Regions from separate parts of the Mus musculus genome. Here region 2 is linked to region 1. A link is a contact called in public HiChIP or PLAC-seq data. All regions are on one chromosome and are shown on one strand. Each heading gives the region's core, a stretch centred on a gene start, on an enhancer-like site or on the middle of the called end of the contact. The rest is flanking DNA. Distances are from core to core; before and after follow the strand shown.

The links. HiChIP or PLAC-seq counts read pairs in DNA pulled down with a chosen protein or histone mark.
Region 2: a contact with region 1 is called in an H3K27ac HiChIP or PLAC-seq map of embryonic stem cells, with 12 read pairs. The contact joins the enhancer-like site here to the promoter of Dppa3 in region 1. A contact is called at or near these places in 2 of 39 promoter capture datasets (the C10 cell line and embryonic stem cells), 2 of 484 Hi-C or Micro-C datasets (both in embryonic stem cells), 4 of 115 datasets of contacts at active chromatin or transcription factors (embryonic stem cells and pancreatic cancer cells) and 3 of 9 other capture datasets (adipose tissue, liver and pancreatic islet).

The regions. Positions count from the first base shown.
Region 1 is chr6:122,623,483-122,630,720 of GRCm38.p6, reverse strand. Dppa3 (developmental pluripotency-associated 3) reads right to left here and starts at 4,297. Exons shown (of 4, transcript NM_139218.1): 1 at 4,111-4,297; 2 at 1,912-2,144; 3 at 1,385-1,420; 4 at 450-811. The coding sequence starts at 4,198. The coding sequence ends at 716. RefSeq lists a promoter at 4,227-6,429.
Region 2 is chr6:122,761,595-122,768,832 of GRCm38.p6, reverse strand. It overlaps a transcript of Slc2a3 not described here. Among named protein-coding and RNA genes, the nearest start is that of Slc2a3, 22 kb to the right of the region's middle. RefSeq lists an enhancer at 1,942-4,804. Within about 2 kb of position 4,327, at least 236 of the 459 cell types and tissues checked have an H3K27ac peak or open chromatin away from gene starts, as enhancers often do. A contact at or near this core is called in adipose tissue, embryonic stem cells, pancreatic cancer cells and 1 more, where this site is marked.

The DNA of each region.
Region 1 (7,238 bases), core at 3,048-5,547:
CAGCACCTTCACACTAATGAAAGGGGTTGAGGCAAACAAATAACCTGCCAATTAGTGCTTGACTCAATAGACCTCCAGATCACCTAGAACCTGGAACTAGTTTTAAAAAGTGAGACAGGGACTCATAGCCCTGGCTGTCCTGGGCTATAAACCAGACTGGTCAGAGATCCACCTGTCTCTGCCTTCCAAATGCTGGAACTAAAGATTTTGGCATGTCAAGATGCTCATGTGGAAGTCAGAAGACAACTTGCAAGATGTTTCCAACATGTGGGTCTCTGCCAGGCCTGGCAGCAAGCTTTACCCCTAGCCAACACATTATACCTATTGTCAAAGTTCTAATTTAGGCACAGTAAGAGATTTTGTCTTTTCCTACTTAATGTACAATTTTATATTTCTAGAACTGTTACAGTAGCCCCTAGCTGTTTGTGTAAATTACAAAGAGTCGAGCTAACAAAAATGCTTTTATTACAAATTTCTGGAAATTAGAACGTACATACTCCAAATTCTATTTACTTTATTCCTCAGCCCTGGGCCTCACAGCTTGAGGCTTCTAAACTTCACATAAATCTGGATCGTTGTGCATCCTATCTACAATTTAAAGGTTAACAAGTTAAGATTTCCCAGCACCAGAAAAAGTTTAATCTTAAACAAAAAATAGCTTTCACATCTGCTGTGCGGCATCGTCGACAGCCAGGGCAGCGTACAATGTAAGCTCCTAATTCTTCCCGATTTTCGCATTCTCAGAGGGATCCCATCTTTGATAATGGCAGAAAGTGCAGAGACATCTGAATGGCTCACTGTCCCGTTCAAACTGAAATAAATAACAAAATAGGTTAATCAGGATATTGTAAACCCAATGAAACAAATCCCATTTATCTATTGTTTTAATTACTGCTTCAATAACCAGACTTCCTGGGGGCTGAGAATTTTTTCCACATACTCCCCAGACACATTCCTAGTCTAAATCAAACAATGAAACAGACACCCAACCCACCCATGCATTAAGAGTATTTATTGGGACTGGAGTGATGGCTTAGAGGTTAAGAGCACTGACTGCTCTTCCAAAGGTCCTGAGTTCAAATCCCAGCAACCACATGGTGGCTCACAACCATCCGTAACGAGATCTGACGCCCTCTTCTGGTGTGTCTGAAGACAGCTACAGTGTACTCATAATAAAAATTTTAAAGAGTATTTACCTCTGGTGGCACATGCCTTTAATCTTAGCACTTGGGAGGGAGAGGCAGGTGGATTTCTGAGTTCGAGGCCAGCCTGGTCTACAGTGAGTTCCAGGACAGCCAGGGTTATACAGAGAAACCCTGTCTCCAAACAAAATAAAATAAAAGAAAGCAAGACAAAACAAAAAACAAAAACAAAGAGTATTTACCTCATTTCCTTCGAGCCTTTTTTGTCTCTGCTCAATCTTTAAAAGAAAAACAAAAACAAAATTATTCAAAACTATCAAGACCTACTTTAAACACTTTGTGAGAAGTTGTCACTGCTAGGCTCTGTGAAAGCAGGGGCAGGAAGATCACCCCAGTTTAAGGCCAGCCTGGTTTACAAAGAGTAACAGGCCCACTTCAGCTCTGAGATCTAGTCTAAGTTAGCCCTGTAGTCCCAGCTCTGAAGAGGCAGGACTGTGGAGTGAACTGGAGGGCCAGCTTGGACAGGGAGGGAGTCTTAACTTTCAAACACCCAGTGCTGATGCTCATTACTGCGTATATGTACATAGCTCAGGTCAGCCTGACTGCTTAGAGGATAGCCTTGGAACTCTATTCTCTCCGTCTGCGAATTACAAGCAGTCACTAGCCTTGTCTATACTCCGGTCTGATTAGAAAACAAAAAATGCCTTGAATCCCGTTGAGGCTGGAGTTGCTCTTAGGTCTAACAGCCCTGTCCGCACAGGAAACTCACCCGAACAAGTCTTCTCATCTTTGCTATAGGGTCTTTCAGCACCGACAACAAAGTGCGGACCCTTCTCTTGGGAAAGGCGCTTTGAACTTCCCTCCGGATTTTTTCACTCTTGTTCTCCACAGGTACGGCTGCAATGCGGTTCCGTAGACTGCGCCGGCGTGCGGACCGCTTGACACCGGGGTTTAGGGTTAGCTTTTTCATGACCTTTACTAGTGTTTCTGGTTGTAGGACGTCTGAAACAGAAGACACTAGTGAGGCATAAAGACAATACACCCCAGAGAAAAACAAGTGGATACTCCCTCTTCCGCAGAGGGGTCAACAAGAAGCAAATCGTGCACAGGACTTAGTCATAAACCCTAGTGCTTGTGTAGAGATCCACTGCGCTACTTTACTGTGGGTTACCGATGCAGCCTGTATGTAAGTCTAGTTCAGAGGTTCTGAGACCTGCATATTCTCCCCCCCCCCCCCCTTCTCCCATAGACTCTGCAGCCAATTGTGCTGCAGGAATGTGGCTCAGCTGGAGGGCTTCCCCAATAGTGCCTCTGGGTTCAGCTTCAGCTCTGGAAAACCTTCCCAAAACTGGCTGTTCATTTTTCCACCTAAATCTAACTGACCTGCTCAAATGCTTCTGGACAGCTATGTAACAAGGGATGTTGCCAGACAGTGGTGGCGCACGCCTTTAATCCCTGTACTTGGGAGGCAGAGGCAGGCGGGTTTCTGAGTTCGAGGTCAGCCTGGGGCTACACAGAGAAGAAACCCTGTCTTGAAAACAGTCTCGAAAAACAAATGTTGGGAAACCAGCTCTCTCCGTTTGAATCGTCCACACGCAGTAGATGGCCCCATCTTATACAGAAAACGTAACCACAACGCTCCTGGAAGAAAGGCAAAGTGACTCCAAGGCTGAGCCAGCCAGCCAGCGTTTCTGCCTCCGAAGTGATTGAGAGTTTGGATCTAGCCTAGCTTGGATAGTGGGTTTTAGACCAGTAGGGGCTGAACAGCCTCAAGATTTAAAAAGCCCCCAAAGGCTAAAGAATTATCTCGTGGAAATACGAAGGTCCCGTGTAACTGGCAGATTCAAGGCATTTTTTTGTTTTCTAATCAGACCGGAGGGGAGGGCTCCTCTCGAGCCACGCCCTAGACCGGGAGTGCCCGGAGGCAGTCCCTCGGACAAAGAATCAACTGCAGCTGGGGAGTGGGAACCAGTGGGCCCATGTAGCACACGGCTCAGCCTATCTTGGGCTCCCCTTGAATAGCCATTTACCTGAAAAGGATATTTAGCTGGAAAGAAAGTAGATGAGAATAAGAAAAAAAAAAAAAAAAAAAAAAAAAAAAACCCAGGTTCAACTGAAGCTTAAAAGATTCCGCTGTCGCCCACCGAGGTGGCACTGCCTTTAATCCCTGCACTCGAAAGTCTGAGAAAGGCGGATCCTCCTGAGTCCCAAGCCAGCCTGGTGTACAGCGTCCTAGGACAACCTGGGCTACACAGAGAAGCAAACAAAACTCCGGTGCTACACAAGGGCCGGCATGACACTGCACACTTTTAATTCTAAAACTTTGGAGGCAGAGGCAGGAGGATCGAGACTGAGCCCAGCCAGGGCTACAAGGTTGCGTTCCTTGTATCTACTACCACAGAGTGAGACTGTCTCAACCAAGATTTCTATGCTAAAACAACACAAACAACGCCCCCCCCCACACACACACACACTGCAGCCCACTCGGAAGCCTTTAATCTTTAATTCTCGGATTTGGGATGCCATTCTGGATTGCACAGGGAGTTCTAGTCCAGGCACTGTTGCCTCAAACACCAAATCATAAATATTTAAAAACAAAACAAAATAAAAACACCGCGGAGACCAATTGCTGATGAGGAAATGTTACCCCCCCCCCCCAACCATACAACCCAGTACAGCCCAGAACGTGGTCTTATGAGTCTTAAAAATCCCGCAACCGAGATACCACAGTCTCAACTCCCTCCCGGTTCTTTTTATCTCTACGAACCAGCATTTTCACCCCGAGGAAGGTGTATATTCTTAACCATCATCTCTGGCTTGGGTTTGCACTCACAACAGATGGCCTGAAACTCCCTGGTCCTCCACTGAGTCAGTGCTGGGCTCAGTGATACCAGCCTCGTGCTAGCTGAACGAGAAGAGAAGGGAGGGCTTCCCAAAACCCCGGGCAGAAAGGCCGACGCCGGCCTACCTGTATCATCCAAAGCGTCCTCTTCATCTTTCTTCTGAGGAGTTTCAGGGTCCTTCATTGGGTCGACTTTCTCTGATGGTTCCTCCATGGCGATGCGATGGGCAGAAGCCTCAAAAGCTAGCTCGGAACAAGATTGCTTAGTCTTTGAAAAGACCTAAAACCAAGACCCAATTAGCAGTCAGTCTGTGAATGGGGGGGGGGGGGTCTGGTTTCCTTTTATACAGCCGAGTCTACCCCCAGGCTACTTTAATGCTAATGAGCAGTGATTACAGGCTTCACCTGAGCTACACCTTTAGGCGGAGGCGGGGCCTTTTTACTGTAGGATTCCCCGCTCTCGGTTAAAACTAACCCTGCGCAATCCCAGCCAGTTCCAGGGAGGCTGAGGCAGGTGGATCTCTGAGTTCTAGACCAGCCCTAGTCACAAAATGGGAAGGAAAAAAAAAAAAGACTTCAAACCTGGCAGTGGTAGCCACCACGCCTTTAATCCTAGCACCTGGGAGGCAGAGGCAGGCGGATTTCTGAGTTCGAGGCCAGCCTGGTCTACAGAGTGAGTTCCAGTCAGGACTATACAGAGAAGCCCTGTCTCGAAAAAGCAAACAACAACAACAAAGATTGCAGATTTTATCTAGAATCTCTTTTGGTTTCCTGAAATATCAGGAATTTTATTTTTGTTTATTACATCTTGGAGATGGCTAGTGATCAGTGAACTGGGTTTATATGTTCTAGAATAGGCAGTTGTGCCGTCCCCCACCCCCTTCCCATCAGTTAAGTTAATTAGAATGTTTCCTTTGACTGCTTCATCTTAAATCTTTGAAAACTATTTCACTTTAAATGCTACTAAATAAAGATGTATTTGTTATACTTAAATAGATGGATATTTTATGATATATATATATATATGCATGGAATTCAAGAATATATAATTGTGGATCATTTCATAGACAATACATTTAATAATATCTAACTCTTTGTTTGAGACTCCGTGTAGTCTTGCTGTTCAGAAACTTGGTATGTAACAGCCCAGGTTGGCCTCAAACTGGAGAGCTCTTCCTTTCTCTGCCTCCAATGTGCTAGGATTATAAAGCTTACAACACCATCCGCACAACTTTTTTTAAAGAGACACGCCCCCCTTCTCCCCGTCTCTCAGCAGGTGGCCTGAAACTTTTTGTTTGTTTGTCTTGTTTTTCCAAACAGGGCAGACTTGGCTGCTTAGGAACTCCCTGTGTAGACCAGGCCAGCTGCCAACTCAAATATCTCCCTGCCTCAACCTCTGCACTTTGGAACTTTGAATCCTAAGTCAGTCTACACCAGTGCTGGCATTTCAGGCGTGGGTGACTCACCTGGTATAAGCATTTCTGAGCATCTAAAATTAACTTTGGTTGGGCATGCTGGCTCACACCTATAATCACAACATCCAAGAGGCTGAGGCAGCAGGATCTCTAATTCTAGGTCAGCCAAGGCTACTGTGTGAGACTTTGTCTAGGAGGAGAAGGAAATCAATAATAAAAAACGTAACTCCAACAATTCTTGGATTGAGTTGTAATGAAGTGTACCAGCATGGGCGGGCCACTGTCTGCACAAAGGAGGAATGAAGACCAAAGTTCCCATGTTTGTTTTGTTTTAGACGAAGTCTCTTACTATGCCACAACTTTAGGCTGCTTGGAACTCTCAACAACCTGCTTTTGAAGTTGTAGGGATCCTCCTGCCTCTGCTTCAATGTGCAGGGATCATAGGAGTGCAGCAATATGGGATCAGGATGTAGCCCTAGCTATCTTGGAACTCACTCTGTAGACCAGACTGAGCTCGAACTCAGAAATCCACCTGCCTCTGCCTCCCACGGGCTGGGATGAAAGCCACGGCTATTCTATTCAGTGGTTTTTAGGCTTCACACTTTAACACAGGTCCTAGCTACTTTCTTTGACATGCAAATTTGAAGCATAGCTCAGACCAGCTGGATCTTATTAAGATGCAAATTCTCACACGAGGCACTCGGGAGTCCTAGACAGGATTGCTGGCCAGTTTCAAGTAGCCCATAGATACTTCCCACCTGTGCTGGAGTTTAAGGCACACACACTGCTCTTACAGCACCTTGACCCTGTTGATCTACTTTCAACTGTTGTTACCTGAAGGATCTCTTCACTTGAGAATTCCATTGTAGAAGTTAGAGAAAATCCAACAGACAGGCCTGGTGGACTCTTGAGCCTTAATAGTATGGGACTTGCCCTGCAGGCATGAAGCCTTAGTTTCTGGTCCCAGCCATGCAAAATTAAAGAAGCAACGGACACCCCTGAGATACCATAACCAGTCCAATTCATGTAATCTTTATGTTTCCTTCCCTCCCTCCCTCCTTCCTTCCTTCCTTCCTTCCTTTCTTTCCTTCTTTCTTCCTTCCTTCCTTTCTTTCCTTCCTTCCTTCCTTCCTTCCTTCCTTCCTCTCTCTCTCTCTCTCTCTCTCTTTTTCAGTTTTTCAAGACAGGGTTTTTCTGTGTAGCCTTGGCTGTCCTGGAACTCACTCTGTAGCCCAGGCTGGCCTCAAACTCAGAAATCTGCCTGCCTCTACCTCCTGAGTGCTGGGATTAAAGGCGTGCGCCACTCTTTATATTTTCATATCTTTAAAATTACAATTATGTTGTGGTGTGTGTGTGTGTGTGTGTGTGTGTGTGTGTGTGTAGGCCAGGGCAATTTGTGGCATTCATACTCTCCTATCCACTAGGCCCAGAAAACAAACTCAGGATTACAGCAGCTGCGTTCACCTATTGACTCTTCAGCCCCATGATTATTCTTCGTGTATAACATAAGACACATAGAGCATGATGGGATTGAATCTGCACTTGCCAAATTAACATGTAAAGGCAGTTTGCTTCCATGCTACCAGGGATTCAGAGGAGGAAGCTGAGGACAGAACATATTGTCCCATGTGAGCACATACATTTCTTTTTTCTTTTTTTTCTTTTTAGACGAGTTCAAGTGCAGGAGTGAGAGGGGGCAAAGCGTAAAACAGGAGTTCAATCTGTAACTGACTGTGAACAATCAATTGAGATAACTCACTACCTTCGGGCCAGCCCATTTAAAATTCTTAAAAAATTGTATGTATATGTGTGTATGTATGTATATGTGTAAGAGTGTAT
Region 2 (7,238 bases), core at 3,078-5,577, 140 kb before region 1:
TTGAGTTTGCCTTTCTAATTGGCTCCCTAAAGCAGGATTTGAGTAGCAGCAGGTGAGATGCCCCCTGTCTCTATGCATACTAACAATTCGTGCAGAGCATAAATGTGTGGATTAATCAATGAGTCTCATGCACACAATCAGGTTTTCAGGGGTGTTTGCTTGGTTGGTTTGGTTTGAGACAAAGTCTAACCTTGTAACTAGGCTGGCTTCAAACCCATGCCCCTCACCTTCAAGAGACAGTACTGGCATTACAGGCACGCACCACCAGCTTCCCTTTGGGTTTTTATATGTAAGCCTTGCACCTCTTTGGTCACTGTCCCTGTGTAGAGTGACCAACTGTCCAGTTTTGCCCAGTGACTTTTAGTACTAAAATAGCATAGTCCTGCACAAAGCAGATGGTTGGGTGGCCTGGCCATTGGCACAAGGCAGAGAAAAGGCTCAGCACTGAAGAGCGCGTCTAATTCCCGGATACTTTCTTCTGGCCTCCTCGGGCAGCTGCATGGTACACAAAACTCACACAGGCACATACATTAAAAAAGGAAGGAAGGAAGGGAGGGAGGAAGGGAGGGAGAGAGAGAGAGAGAGAGAGAGAGAGAGAGAGAGAGAGAGAGAGAGAGAGAGAGAGAGAGGGAGAGAGAGAGAGAACCAGCTAAGCAAGGGCTGTTTGTGCTGTGCTGTGTGTGTGTGTGTGTGTGTGTGTGTGTGTGTGTGTGTGTGTGGTGCACACTAGGTGCATGACTTTAATCCAGTACTCTGGAGGCAGAGGTAGGCAGACTGCTGTGAGTTACAGGCCAGCTCGGGCTACACAGTAAGACTGACAAAAAAACAAAACAAAACAGAACAGTGCATACATATAATCTGTAGTTTGCTTATTTCTGTTCAGGATTTATTATTCGGTCTGGGAGAGTAGCTCAGTAGTAAACTGCTTGCCTAACATGTGGATGCTTGGGTTTGATCCCCAGTGCTGCAAAGCAGTCAAAGAGGAGAAGGAAAAAGACATTATTTATTAACAAAGAATAGTGATTTCGCCAGGTGGTGGTGATGCACGCCTTTCTCAGGAGACAGAGGCAGTTGGACCTCTGAGTTTGAGCCCAGCTTGGTCTATAGAGAAAGTTCCAGGACAGCCAGGGCTGCATAGAGAAACCCTGTCTGGGGGGGGGGGGGGGGGGAGCAATTTAGCGATCTTACTTAAGGAGAAAACATTTTACAGGTGACCAGAAAATATATATGTTGTTCAAAAGGCCCAGCAGTGTCTACCCTGGAGGCTGAGAGGATCACTCCCTAATGTGCTTACACAGCATACACGTCTCTGTGTTCAATTCCCAGTACTGCACAGATCAATAATAATGATAATAATGTGTATGTCTATGGAAGAATGAATACACTTAGGTATATCCATGAGTAGGATGCTAGGATCGATAAACTATAGTCTGGACCTGGCACAGGAAGGGGAGGTGGGGTGTTGCAATGTTCTAGAATCCATGTCTTGATCCATCCATCCAGCTGTACAACTTGCAATAGTGCATATTTACCTCCATCGGTGCATGTGTAGTTCAGTAACCACCAGCAAAGTACCTGTCCTGAAAGTTTTATTCCAACAGAACAGCTCCAGGACTATTAAAGACTTCTGGGGGTGGGGGTGGGAGGAATGGGGATTTGCTGGGGAGAACCTGGAAGGGGGATAACATTTGAAATGTAAATAAGGGCTGGTGAGATGGCTCAGTGGGTAAGAGCACCCGACTGCTCTTCTGAAGGTCAGGAGTTCAAATCCCAGCAACCACATGGTGGCTCACAACCACCCGTAATGAGATCTGATGCCCTCTTCTGGTGTGTCTGAAGACAGCTACAGTGTACTTACATATAATAAATAAATAAATCTTAAAAAAAAAAAGAAATGTAAATAAATAAAATAACCAATAAAAAAAAAAGGACTTCTGTGACTGGCCTTCTAAGGAGAGGCTGTAACTGTCCCTCCTTAGAAAGGTGTTGAGCTATCTCCACCTGTTGAGTAATGGGTCAGCAAGAGGAAGTAAAAACCCTTTGTCACAGGTTCAGGAAAAGGGCCTGGTGCTTTGCAACAACATTGCAACAAGGGTAGCATGTTGTTGTCCTCCTCTCTGTCTGTCTGTCTTACTGTAAAACTATGGCTGCCCTGCCTGATACTCACGTGCAGACCAGGCTGACCTTGAACCTACAGCTTTGAACACTCCTGTCTCTGCTTCCCAGGTGTTGATAGGCAAATCTTGAAATGCCCTTCCTACGAGTCATCTTTGTGTCCTTCTCTTAGATTGTTTTTCCTAAACACACACACACACACACACACACACACACACACACACACACACACACACACCAGACACACCACACCAGACACACACCACACCCTCTGTGGGAGGACAAATCTACTGTTCTCAGCTCCCATCTTTCATTAGGCTCAATGGTCCGAGTTTACATTTTCTTTTATGAGTCTATTGCAGGAATTCACATCCTGTCTGCCCAAAGGCAGCCTTCCAGTCGCTTTTACAACCACACCATGAGACTTGGAGTGCCTGGTTTTTAAAACAGAGCCTTTAATGTCTGTGCCCCACCCCCACCCCCCAATTCTTCGGAAAATTCCTTTCAGTCCCACCTGGCTTTCTACTCAGCTGCAATTGAGTCTTTAAGTGCTTCTTTTCCCTGCAGCTTTCCTCAGGAAGGAAAAAAGAAAAAGAGAAAGAAAGAAAGAGAGAGAGAGAGAGAGAGAGAGAAAACAATTACCTCTCAGAAAGGATTAGTCAGTGAATCCAGTTGTCTTGGTGGGGGCTGGGGGGGGGGAGCATCCAAATACTGCGCAGAGATGAAAAATAAGTTTAACTCGTTCCCCATTTTAACTGTGTACGGTCCATAAGAAATACCTCCTATCTGCTAATATATGAAAAAGTAACTGAGAAAAATGTCACAGGAAGACATTTACATCTTAAACCTGGTTCTTTTTTTCCTTGTTCTAATTTTTCAAGGCAGGGTCTCAAGATGTAGCTTTGGATATCCTGCAATTCACCACATAGACCTAGTTGACCTCTAACTCACTGATCCTCCTGCCTCTTCTCCAGAGTGCTGGGATTAAATGTTTGTGTCAATCCGACCAGCTTCCTGATACATTTTAAAAGATATAAGGAAGCAAAATTGAAGGAAAATTGGATTTATGTACGACTTGTCCAAAACAGAGAATGATGCCTAGTTTTTCTCCGCCATTTCTGTAACAGGTGTAAATTTTACAGAAGTGATGAAACAAAGGCCAGGAAATAAGGGTATGATAAAGTTGTCAGATCCCTGTGAAATCTTTCCCGGTAGGCAAAGTGCCCCGTCCTAACCCCCACCCCACCCCCACCACCGTCCCTTAACCCTCCTCACCAGGGGATCTGCACCCCACCTCCACCCTCAAACGCTTGGGAGTCCTGGGGAAATTTTAATTCTTTGGTCCATTGTTTGAATAGGTTGATAGCTAAGGGGAGGAGCTGGTGTCTCTCCCAGATTATCTCCTCCTGCTGGGTCCGTTACAAAAGCCTACAGTCGCTCGAATGCCACCGAACAATGACCGGGTAACCTCAGTGAGAGCATGCTGCAGGAGAATGTTCTAAGAGTAAATTTGCACTCTGATGATTGCAGTGGGGTGGCACGGAGACAGGAGACTGCAGGCATCAAAAATTAGTCATCTACCCGAACAGCTGGAATGGGTGAACGCTTTTGCACGCGTAGTATATGTAAAGCTGACTGAAATAAAAAGAAGCAGGCAGCGTGGGAAACGTGAGCGACCTGGTGTGCTGCACGACGAAGCCGAATGGCCTGCGGCAAAATAGATGGACAGGTGGGGAGACTGCCGGGCGCAGGTGGGGCATTCGCCCTCGCCCTCGAGGCAGACTCTGGCGTAACCTGCTGCTCCACAGAGATGCCTCGGATTCCTGACAACTGCACTTTCTCAGCCCCATCCGGTGGGCGCTGGCCGACCCCGCCCGGCAGAAGGGACGTGCGTATTGGCACGGCGCCCGGCAGCCCCCGCGGTCCCTGAGTCGCTTGGATCTGCCTCCCCAGCTCGCTGACTCATTCGCGCATCCTGCAGTGTTCCGCTCCTTCCCTTGGTCCTCACGTTCCCTTGACGTTTTTGGTTGACTTGTCGGGAGGAGGCGGGGGTGGGGGTATTAAAAAGAAAGAAACGGACTGGGAAAGGCGGAGGGTGAATTTAGAAGTAAAAGGTAGGGTGGGCTGCAGACCACCAGGAAGAAGGAAAGGGTGGGCCTGGGAAGGATCAGATGTGTGTGAGCATGCGCAGAGCGTTGGGTCACCCTGCACCATCCGCAGCGAACTGCGCCACTGTGGCACGATCGACGACCGACGGAAAAGAACAGCCCTGCACATTAGGGCTATACATTTTGTGCTACTTGCTATTTAGGCGTGCGTCGGGGTCGAAATAAGCAGAAGAAAGTAGAAATAAGGGCTTTCTGGTGCCTGCCTCGCCGTCCTAACATCCGCCGTACTCTACCTTTCTCTGTGCCCCAAACCAAGGAAGCACGTGAACGCTGCTTGCATGCATTTAACCCTTAATGACATTTTAGGACTTTGGATAGACATGTTCTTCATAACACCAGTCGCGGGACATAATCTGATGTGTTGTAAATTGGCATTAGAAAATCTAAGCATGTTATCCTTTAAACACATCTTGAGCTGGGATGTTTAACCTAAGTGCTTCAGTCTCTGACCCTCACTTCTCCAGCCTGAAAAGGGAATATTACCCATGAGAAAATGAGGAACTCCCTGCTGAGTCTGTTGGCCTTGGCCCATGCTCAACAGTTATCTCCCTACATTGGTCTTTGGTTGGGTCTATGCAGACTGTTTGCTACCTTTTAAGCGCGCGCGCGGGGGGAAGGAGGTGTTCACAAAAAATGACTAAGGTGGGTGTAAAGAAAACCTAAGGACAATTCATCAACTAATCTTCAGCCACCTCTCCTCCAGTCCCAGTTTTTCCCTCACTAATGACATGGATGACAGCAGTATACTCAAAGTGACTTCCTCTCAGTGCTTACTCTCCAGTAAAATCTAAAGCTGCCTGCAGGCCCCGGGGGAACCTGGAAAACCAGCCTCTAGGCCCAGTGCCCTTAAGTAGGGCACTCTCACGGTGGCACTCCCGTGGATTCCTGTTACATGAAATGAAAGATATTGAGAGAGAGACTGAGACTGAGAAAGACTTTCCTGTTGAGTACGGTCGGTTGTCAGTCTTGGCTGGACCATTTTTTCATTCACAGGAAGTCCTCAGAGTTTCCCCGCTCAGAGGCATGTTCTTTGTCTCCAGCCTCTGCTACCACAGACAGTGCCTCCTTCCTTCTTCTGATCCCAGCCAATGACTGTGATCTCACAGCTTTAAGGTCCCATTTCATTTGCCTCATCTACAGTAAAACTCGGGAGTTGGTAACTTTTACTGCAAAGGGTCAGATTATGTAAGTGTTTTAGGGTTTGTGGACCACAGTGTCCCAAGAGCCTTGTTGCCTCACTGGCCTCTCTCTGTGGCCTCTCCATCTCCTCTGACCTGAGAGGCTCTCCAAACAGCCTGGGAATAGGGCCCTCACTGAGTACCAGGGGGGTGGCTCCTTTCCTGGAACTCGGTATCAGCTGTTTATCTGCAGCCTCCAGATCCCTAGCCTTGGAAGATGCTTCCTGTGGGAGTGGGAGGGGTCTAGAGAGGGTAATAGTGAGTGAGCATGACCAAACTACGTTATATACACAGATAATGTCACGGTGAGAGAGACCTGGATAGCTGATAACTACGAGTGTTCAAATGTGACTTCAGCGCTGAGGTGGAAATGGGCCACAGAGACCTCTTTTCTCCATGTGCTCTGGTCCTGGTGTTTTTGGGTTTTTTTGTTGTTTGTTTGTTTGTTTGTTGGGTTTTGTTTTGGCTTTTCGAGACAGGGTTTCTCTGTATAACCCTCCCTGTCCTGGAACTCACTTTGTAGACCAGGCTGGCCTCAAACTCAGAAATCCACCTGCCTCTGGGATTAAAGGCGTGTGCCACCACTCCCGGCTTGGTCCTGGTGTTTTATTACAGCACAAACAACCCTAGCTAAAACAGGTCTCTCCTGCTGTGATGTGTTGTTGTCTGTTAGTAAATAGAACTCATTAAACTGGGTGTGGTGCTCATGCCTGTAATCCCCTTGCCAGGGAGGTAGAACTAGGAGGATCAGAAAGGAGTTCAAGGCCGTCCTTAACTACTTGTCTAGTTCTAGGCCACTCTGGGCAATATGAGAACCTTATTAAAAACAAACAAACACAACAAGCCTTCATATGAAAGGGTGTTGACCAGAAAGTATCAAGGTAAGGTCTAAATAGAGAGCCATTGGTCAGGGCATGGGATTTAATAGACCATTTCTTTCCTATGAACTTTGTAAAGAAAACACTGGTGCTCAAATCTTTAATCCCTGCGCTTGGGAGGCAGAGACAGGCAGATCTACAAGTTCGAGGCCAGCCTGGTCTAAATGATTCCAGACCTGTCTCAATAAAAACACTAACAAGGAAAAACTAGATTGAAGCAGCCACTTAGGTATAATTGTGATAACATTAGATTTAAAAGTTATCCTCCAGCTGGCCTGTAATCCCAGCTATGAGGAGACTTAGGCAGAATAGCAGTTCAAAACCTGCCTAAGGAACACAGTGGGACCCCATTTCAAAAATAAATGACAATAGGAAGTCTGGCCTGGTGATGCACTTCTGTAATCCCAGCTTTCAGGAGGCTGAGCTGGGAGAATTACAATGTTGTCATGAGCCTGGGGTAGCCTTGGCTACATAGTGAGTTCAAGGTCATCCTGAACTACTTGAGACCTTGTCTTAAAAAAAATTAAAAATTAAAAAAGGTTGGTCAGGGTGGTGTTGGTCCTGTGGATCTCTGGGGGTTCCAGGCTAGCCAGGGTTACATGAGACCCTGTCTCAAACACGCACAAAAACATCAATGAAAAAAGATCTTAGGAGATACCTTGCTGTGGGAGATTCCCCAGTTATGTTCAAGACCCTGCTTTTTCAAGCCCATTACTAGGGAGAAAAACAAAAACAAAAAAACAACAACCATACCTGAAAGCTAATTTAAAATGTGCTTGTAGGCAAAAGAATTTTTCTGCATTTGAACATTTAAAGAATTGTAGGACAGCCAGGGCTAAACAGAGAAACCCTGTCTCGAAAAAAACAAAAACAAACAACAACAACAAAAAAAGAATTGT